2 separate regions of the Ovis aries genome follow, and region 1 is linked to region 2. Evidence: chromatin contacts called from public Hi-C data. All regions are on one chromosome and are shown on one strand. The core of a region is the stretch at or near the end of the contact, and the rest is flanking DNA. Distances in the headings are between cores, read along the strand shown.

Region 1 (3,384 bases), core at 79-2,578, 320 kb before region 2:
ACGTGCTGGGCCAGGGGTGAGGCTAGGGAGTGGAACACCCTTTGGGAGGTCATGGCTGGGTGTGGGGAGGGGGACTTTCGGTCCTCTGTGGATCAGCCTGGAAGGCTTTCTGGAGGAATCTGTGTTGAATCTCAGTGTGAGCACGCCTGGTCCCAGCCATCACAGCTTTATGGTAACTAGCATGCCCCTCCCCTCTGCTTGCCATGCCCCGCCTATGACCCTGCAGGGCAGGAGGGTGCTGGCTGTGGCGGGCGTGGGGACTCTGGAGCCGTCAGGTTGTCAGTCCTTGCCGGCCCATCTGGGCCACCTCTAGGGAGGCTGGGGCTCTTAGGTGTGGTTCTGATGCTACGTGGTCTTTGTTGTTGTTCGGTCGCTAAGTCCTGCCCTTAGCTGGTTCTAACCTCTTAGAACCTGTTATTGCCCCTACAAATGAATGAGTGGTCAGCAAAGGGACCCCCAGTGTGAGAGCTCTGGGTGGGGGTCTGCTAGGAGCTGCAGCCCAGCCCTAGACCGCGTGCCCTGGGCTGAGTTGGGGGTGGGACGATCCCTCCCCTCTTTGTGCTGTCACCTCCTGGAGGGCCTTCTGGGGGCTGGAAATGACCCCCAGCAGAGTCGACTCCCTGGCTCTGGCGCCCCCCACGCCCACCCCAGGTCCCTCTGCCCCGTTTTGTCCCCTCGGTGTTACATTCCGCAGAGGAAAGTGATCCCTCACTCAAGGCCTGAGGATTACAGGCTGGAGAGAAGTCGGTGTTGCCCTGGGAACGCTCACGTAGCCTTTTTCCGTTTTCCCATCAGCGCCCTCCTCCTTCTGCCAAAGGCTGGGTTCGGGGGAATGATTCTGGCTGTGGTTGGGGGGCTGGTCAGCCCTTCCCTCCCTCCCTGAGGGTCAGCAGCCCTGAAAGGGGGGTAAACTGTGCTGAGCTTCTAGTAGGCCCTCTCAGGAGGTGGTTAGGGGTGAGGGGCCCTGGGGTCTCCATGTGTCTGGGCTCCCCTGCCCCCTCACTTCTGCCCTGATGCCCCTCCTAGGCTGAAGCCCCTCCACCCCTACTAAGCTGGGGATTTCCGCAGGCTGAGCCAACCGCCTGACCCTCATTATGGCGCCTTCATCCTGTTGGGGTTAAGCTCCCAGTGGCCTTCCCTGCCCCCCACCCCAGAGGCCAGGCTGGGGGTCAGAGATTCAGGAGGCTCAAGCCTGCTGGGCCCCCTCTGGGAAGGGCTGGTGGCTTGTCTTCTCTCTGGGGCCCCAAGGATGGAGAGGCAGCTTGCCCTGGGGGTCTGGGTGGAGAAGGGAAGATGTGCAGAGAATGCTCAGGGAGGAGGGGCTGGTCCTTCAGGGAAGAGGGAGCTGATGACCTTTAGAGGGCAGTGAAGTTGAGAGATGCGAAATCCCAGGGGCTGCATTCACAAGTGTAGAATCATCTAGAAAGATTTTTAAAAATACTCAGCCCCACGCCTCCTGATTTTTATTTCATCAGCCAGGACTGGAGCAAGCGTTGGTATTTAAAAAATCCTCCTAGGGTGACTCTCATATTCAGCCAGTTTGAAAATCACCACTCTACCTGACGCCCCATGGTACTGTCAAGGAGACTGATGAGCCATCACAAGGCCCTTGAGCGAGGTAACTTCACCAGTTGGGCAAGACTGGGTTGGAACTCGGGGTGGGCCACTTCCTCTTGTCCTCCATCCGCCCGAGGCTTGCCGGGTGTCACACTCACTTAATTATTCGGGTCCTTAGGAGCTGTGTGACTGAGAACAAGTGGCTTAACCTTGCTGTGCCTGGTGATACTAGGCCCCAGTGATAAGAAGAGAAGGAGATGATGCCTGTAAGGCCCCAGCAGCACTTGGGGGAAGGGTAGCCATTGTCCTGCCTGGGGCCAGGGTCTGGGCAAAGGCCTCCATCATCTTATCCATCAAGCAGGCGCGACCCTCAGAGCTCCAGCTACTCTCAGGTAGAGTAGGGTAGTGGATATCCTTGAGGTTCCCTGAGCCCTGAGAGGGAGCTGGGAGTTACAGAGGAGGTGCTGGAAAGAATGGCTCCCTCACCCTCAAACCTCAACACCTTTCTTGTTGGGGGTCACTGTGTCCTGCAGATATAGGAATGGCCACCAGGTGTCACCCTCAGCTCAGGCTTGAAGTGAAGGCAGTGCAGAAAGAGGGAAAGGGGCTGGGTGGAGAGTCAGGGACCTCTCTGCAGAGTGGGTGAACTTGGAGAGTGCCTGATGCTTTTGATGGGGGCGGGGGTGCTGTTAATTTCTGCAGGAAGGTGCTCTGCAAAGATTCATTTGTCTACCTTCAGAATTCTCCTTCCCATGCTGATGGCAAATCACAGTTCAACAGGTTCTTTATAGGGCACCTGTTGCACATAAGGGTGGGGGTGGCGTGGAAGGGTTGGGGGACAGAGGTGGAGGGGGAAGGCAGGGCGGGGGGGAGGCTTAAGAATCTTACTGAACACCTACTGTGTACCAGATCCTATACACACAGGAGGCCACTCAATATTTACAGCAACCTGGTATAGTAAGTACCATGATTAGTCCCATGTTACAGGGCAACTGAGGCTTATACTGATTATGTCTTGGGCCCAAGGTCACCCAGCTGGACAAAGTTTGAGGCCTGTCTGGAGCCTAAATTCTTTCTCCTTTAGCCAGTTAGTCAGGGGACAGGAAACCTGCAACGGTCTTCCCACCAGGCTGGGAGAGGATGTGGTGGGTGACCACCCAACCCTGCCTTGCTCTGCTAATCAAGAACCAGTGAGGAGCTCAGAGAGGCCTGCTGCCAGCGTGCCGGGTGCGGGTTGGTGGGGGGGGGGGGGGGGGGCAGGGAACCTGTGCTCACTGGGGTGGGTGGAAGTGGGTTTGGGTGCAGGCTGGGTATCGGGCAAGGGCAGGCTGCAGACACAGCAGCAATGAGAGGCTCTCACCATCTGCACACATACTCCTTGGAGCAAAGTTCCCACCTCAGAGTTATTTCAGTTTCCTCATCTGTCAATTCTAGGGGCCAACTTTGTTCATCCAATACCTTGTCCCTGCACCCTCCTGGACTCTGAGCTGACTGCACCTCAGGTCAGGTACTAAGATGGACATGATCTCAGCTATCCCTCACCTCTAACCCTCCACTTTAAGCTTAGATCAGTTTTAAAGTTTCTTTGATCATGCCACCTACCAATGAAACAATTGCTGAGCATGCATCTGTAATAAGAAGCATATTTTCATATTTTTCACTTTGTACAACACACTCACACTAAATGGAAAAAGGTGAGATGAAAAAAAAAAATGTTCCAATATTTTCCTGCTATACCTCTGTTACCCACACTCCCCACACTCCAAGGGCACTTTAGATCCAACGGCTCCAGGAAATGGAGGGTAGTCAGTCCAACCCAGCTCAGGA
Region 2 (3,721 bases), core at 543-3,042:
AGCTCCCTCAGGGACCTCCATGCCCAGGGGTCTCTGCCTGAGCCCCTTACCCATCTCCATGGCACCACTGTTACTCTCTGCCAACATTCCTCCTATGCCCTCCACTGCTCCTGGGCCCCAAAGAGCAAAGGGGTCAGAAATTTCATACCCCCTCCAAGGCTAGGGGGCACTGGGAGGGGCAGTTCTGGGCGGGGAGGGGCCAGGTGCCCTTCTCTGGGGGCCTCTGAAGGTCACACTGTGGCCAGGCAGCCTCTCCTCCCCCTCCCCCCCTCCCTTGGAGGCCTGGAGCCAAGGCCTTTGTGCCAGGGTCTGAGGAACTCCTGGTGGCAGCAGGGACCCCAGCCCGTTTCCTTCCTTCTGCCTCTCCAAGGGCGCTCTGAGCAGAAAAGGACCCCTCAGGTGGTTTGGGAAAGCAAGCTGGGTGGGCAAGTTTAGAGTTCCCAAAAACCACCTGCTCCTACTCCAACGCCCATTTCACCAGAACAAAGTGTGTTTGCAAGGCTGGCAGGAGCTCCCTCCAAAGGTTCGGGGAGGGCTAGTCCCACACTGCCCATGTCACAGCAAATTTCAAATCATTTTCCCAAAAAGTGCAAAGTGGAATAAGGACACCCTTTAAACCCTCCCTGCGGTCGCCCCCCAAAAAGCTAAAGCACAGCTCACTCGGAAGTATGGGGGAGGGGAGGGAAGCAGACTGTCACCGAGTCGGGACTTTCGGTAGAGTCTCGACAAAGCCCCGGGCTGGGCCGGGTAGCCCGACTCCTGACAGTGATCTTTCTTTCCTCGGAGTCTGGGGCTGAAGAGAGGTTATGTGGGTCTTCTCAGCAAAAGGGAGTTAAAAATAAAGGGGTGGCGGGGGCTTCTATTCGAGCAGGGGAGGAAACTGGGAAGGGGCGTGAGGAAATGCCTCCTAGGAGGGGTTTAAGGGCTGGGGACAGCGGGAAGGCACAGGGGTGGTTCTCCGGGTCCTCGGCGTGGGGCTACCTCGAGAGGTCACCTTCCCGCGGAGGGCCGGCGGGGGGAGGGGCGCGGCTCGCCGCCCCGGGTTCCCCGCTCGGGCCGCGGCGGCTCCGGGAACACGCGGCCGGCCAGGCCCGGGCTGATGTAATCGGCTCCGCGCCGCGCGCGCCCGGCCGGGCGGGGGAGGGCGGGCACCGAGCGGGACGCGAGCTGGGACGGGGGGGTTGGTGCGGCGCAGGTGGCCCGGCGGAGAGGGGGTCCCAAGCAGCAATCCACCCCAAAACTTTTCCCCAACTCGCGGCGAGGGCCGCAGAGATCAAGCGGCAGTGACAGCAAGCCGCATCTCTCGCCTGCCCCCTGCCCCCTCCACGCTCTCTGCCCTCCCCGGGTCCAAGGTCCGAGCACCCCCACCCCTGCCCGCCAGGGCTCCAGCTCCCGCCCCAGCTGCCCAGACTTCCAGTTCGTCGGGAACCAGCGGCCGGGAGCAAACTTCAGCCGCCGGCGGCAGCGCAAGCCCAGCCCCCTCAGCCGCCTCCTCCGGCTCCCGCCCTCCGCTGGTCGGCCCAGATCGTACGTGCGGTGACTCCGGTGGGTGGGCAGGGCCCGCGTGGGCGGTGAGACTCTATCCCGGTGCCCTCCCACCTAGCGCGCGCCCCCTCCCCCTACACCTACGAAGATAGAGGGGAAGCCGCGAGCCCGGTGCCCAAGGACCCGCGTGGGGCACGGAGTCCCCCACGCGCGCGCTCTCACGCACGTCCCCAGCCCTTACCTTGGCATGGTGAAGGTAGAGCAGCAAGGCAAGGCTCCAATGCACCCAAGAGAGCAAAAAGTTCATGGTTTCGGAGGCCCGGCCGGGGCCGGCGCGGCTCGCGCTCCCTCTCCGGCTCGGGCTGCGGGGCGGCCCGCTCTCCTCGGCGCCCAGGCGGGCTCCTCTTCCTCCCGGAGCCGAGGCCCGGGCCAGGGCCTGGGGCGCGCGCGCGGCTGGAGCACTGTCTGTGCACACAGCCGCCTCACCCGTCCATGAGCCCGGCTTCCGAGAGCCGAGTCGCCACCGCGGCCCCTTCTCCTCTTCCTTCTCTTCTTCCTCCTCCCCCTCCTCCGACTGCGGCTCCTCCCGGCCCGAGCGAGCACTTCTCCCGGTGCCGCTCGGCTCGGCTGCCCCGGCACGGACCACGGCTCCTCCGGAACGAGAACAGCCCAGAAGTTGGACGAAAAGTTTCAGGGCAACGTCGCGAGCCCCGACCCCCTCCACCCCGCCTCCGGGCGCGGGCTCCGGCTCCTGCCCGCGGCTCGCCGCCGCGTCCACCGTCGGCCGCCGGCCGGGGAGGAGGTGGGCGCTGGGGCAGGGGGCGGTGTCTGTCTGTCTGTCCGTCAGCGCTGCTGGTCCGACGCGGGATCCCGAGGGGGAGGGCTCACGCTGCGCTCTGGCGGTCACCCCCAAAAAACAGGTCACTCACTTTGCCCCTGTCCCTCTCGTGTCTCGCTCGTCAGCGCGCGCTCTCTGACCCGGTCTCTCTCTCTTCCTTCACTTCTCTTTGGAGCTCTTGCTACCCTCTTTCTTCTCTGCCCGTTTCCAGAATCCGAAGTGATTTTGGGGGGGAGTAAAAGAGCAATCTCCCCAAACGGTCGGCCCGATTTAGTGGGGAATGGGAAGCAAAAATAAATTAAAACGGAAAAGAATACGGTTAAAAAAAAATGTTTCAGAAAAAAAGGAGGAGGGTAAACCCTGGATAAATGAATATCAAATTCCAGTGCGGAGACCCCTGGCCGGTGACCCCGCCGGTCCGTCCGCCTCTTCGATGCGTCTCCCGACCGAGCGCCGCTGCCGCCGGCTCCACTCGCCCCCCAACGCCGCAGCCTCGTCGCAGCCCGGCTGCCCCAAGCCTCTGCGCTCCTCACCGCTACGAGCAGACTAAAAAGAAGGCAGGCCCCGCCCCCTGGGCGTGTCGGGGCGGGGCCAGACCCAGCCTCAGCTCCTGGGTCCGTCCCCTCTGTGCCTCTGGCTACTACCTTCCCTGGGGACACCGACCGAAGCCCGGGCCCCCACCCACCCCAGCAAAGGGAGTGCTCGATCCCCACCAAGGCGCACAGCCTGAACATTACCTATCGGCCCCCTCTGCCGGGAGACACACACGCCCGCGCGGTATTTGCGGGGCGGGTACAGGAAAGTGAGGTTATGTGCGGTCAGGGCTCCAGAGCTATTCCCTTCTCTATGCTGGGAATATTGGAGGGGGCAGGGGTTTGAGGGAGTCGGACAGGGACGGGTGGAAAGAGAGACACACAGATTCGTTGGAATCCTGGGGTGACCCCTGCCTTCTCCACCCCCCGCCAAACACTCTCAACTACCCGCCCCCCCCCCAACACACATAGTCACAGGCGTCCTCACTCACGCAGACGCTGCATCCCAAGTTCACCCAGCTTCCCTGTGGTGGCTGAGCGCCCCCTAGTGACTATCGGATGCACACCCCATCTCAAGTTCAAGAGGCCTCAAGAAGAGGGTTGAGGGAGATTACCCCTGACACATCCCCCTCCACCCCCCGTTTCTGACCTCTCAAACAGTGGCACGTCTGGGACTCGAGTGGTCCCACGTGCACAAAGCCCAGTGCTGGGCACAGAGGGCATGATGTATCCATCCGGACTCTGTGCTCATCTCCCGGCCTCATCTGGCCGGCTGACATCAGAGTTAGCTGCAGCCAACAGGCTGGGGTGACTGGGGTCCTTTGGGAAGTGTTCAGGGAGGCTCCCCTGGGGGGAAGTATTTGGC

The links. Hi-C and Micro-C count contacts between places; a contact is called where the count stands out from the background.
Region 1: a Hi-C map of muscle shows a contact between it and region 2, with 17 times the contacts expected there. The contact joins the promoter of LOC106990495 here to the promoter of VEGFA in region 2. A contact is called at or near these places in 13 of 16 Hi-C or Micro-C datasets (blood, hypothalamus, liver and 6 more).

The regions. Positions count from the first base shown.
Region 1 is chr20:17,600,857-17,604,240 of ARS-UI_Ramb_v3.0, reverse strand. LOC106990495 reads left to right here and starts at 1,328. Exons shown (of 3, transcript XM_060403644.1): 1 at 1,328-3,384.
Region 2 is chr20:17,278,469-17,282,189 of ARS-UI_Ramb_v3.0, reverse strand. VEGFA (vascular endothelial growth factor A) reads right to left here and starts at 1,792. Exons shown (of 6, transcript NM_001025110.1): 1 at 1,727-1,792. The coding sequence starts at 1,792. It overlaps LOC121817412 (a long non-coding RNA gene), which reads right to left. Exons shown (of 2, transcript XR_006057304.2): 2 at 2,638-3,172.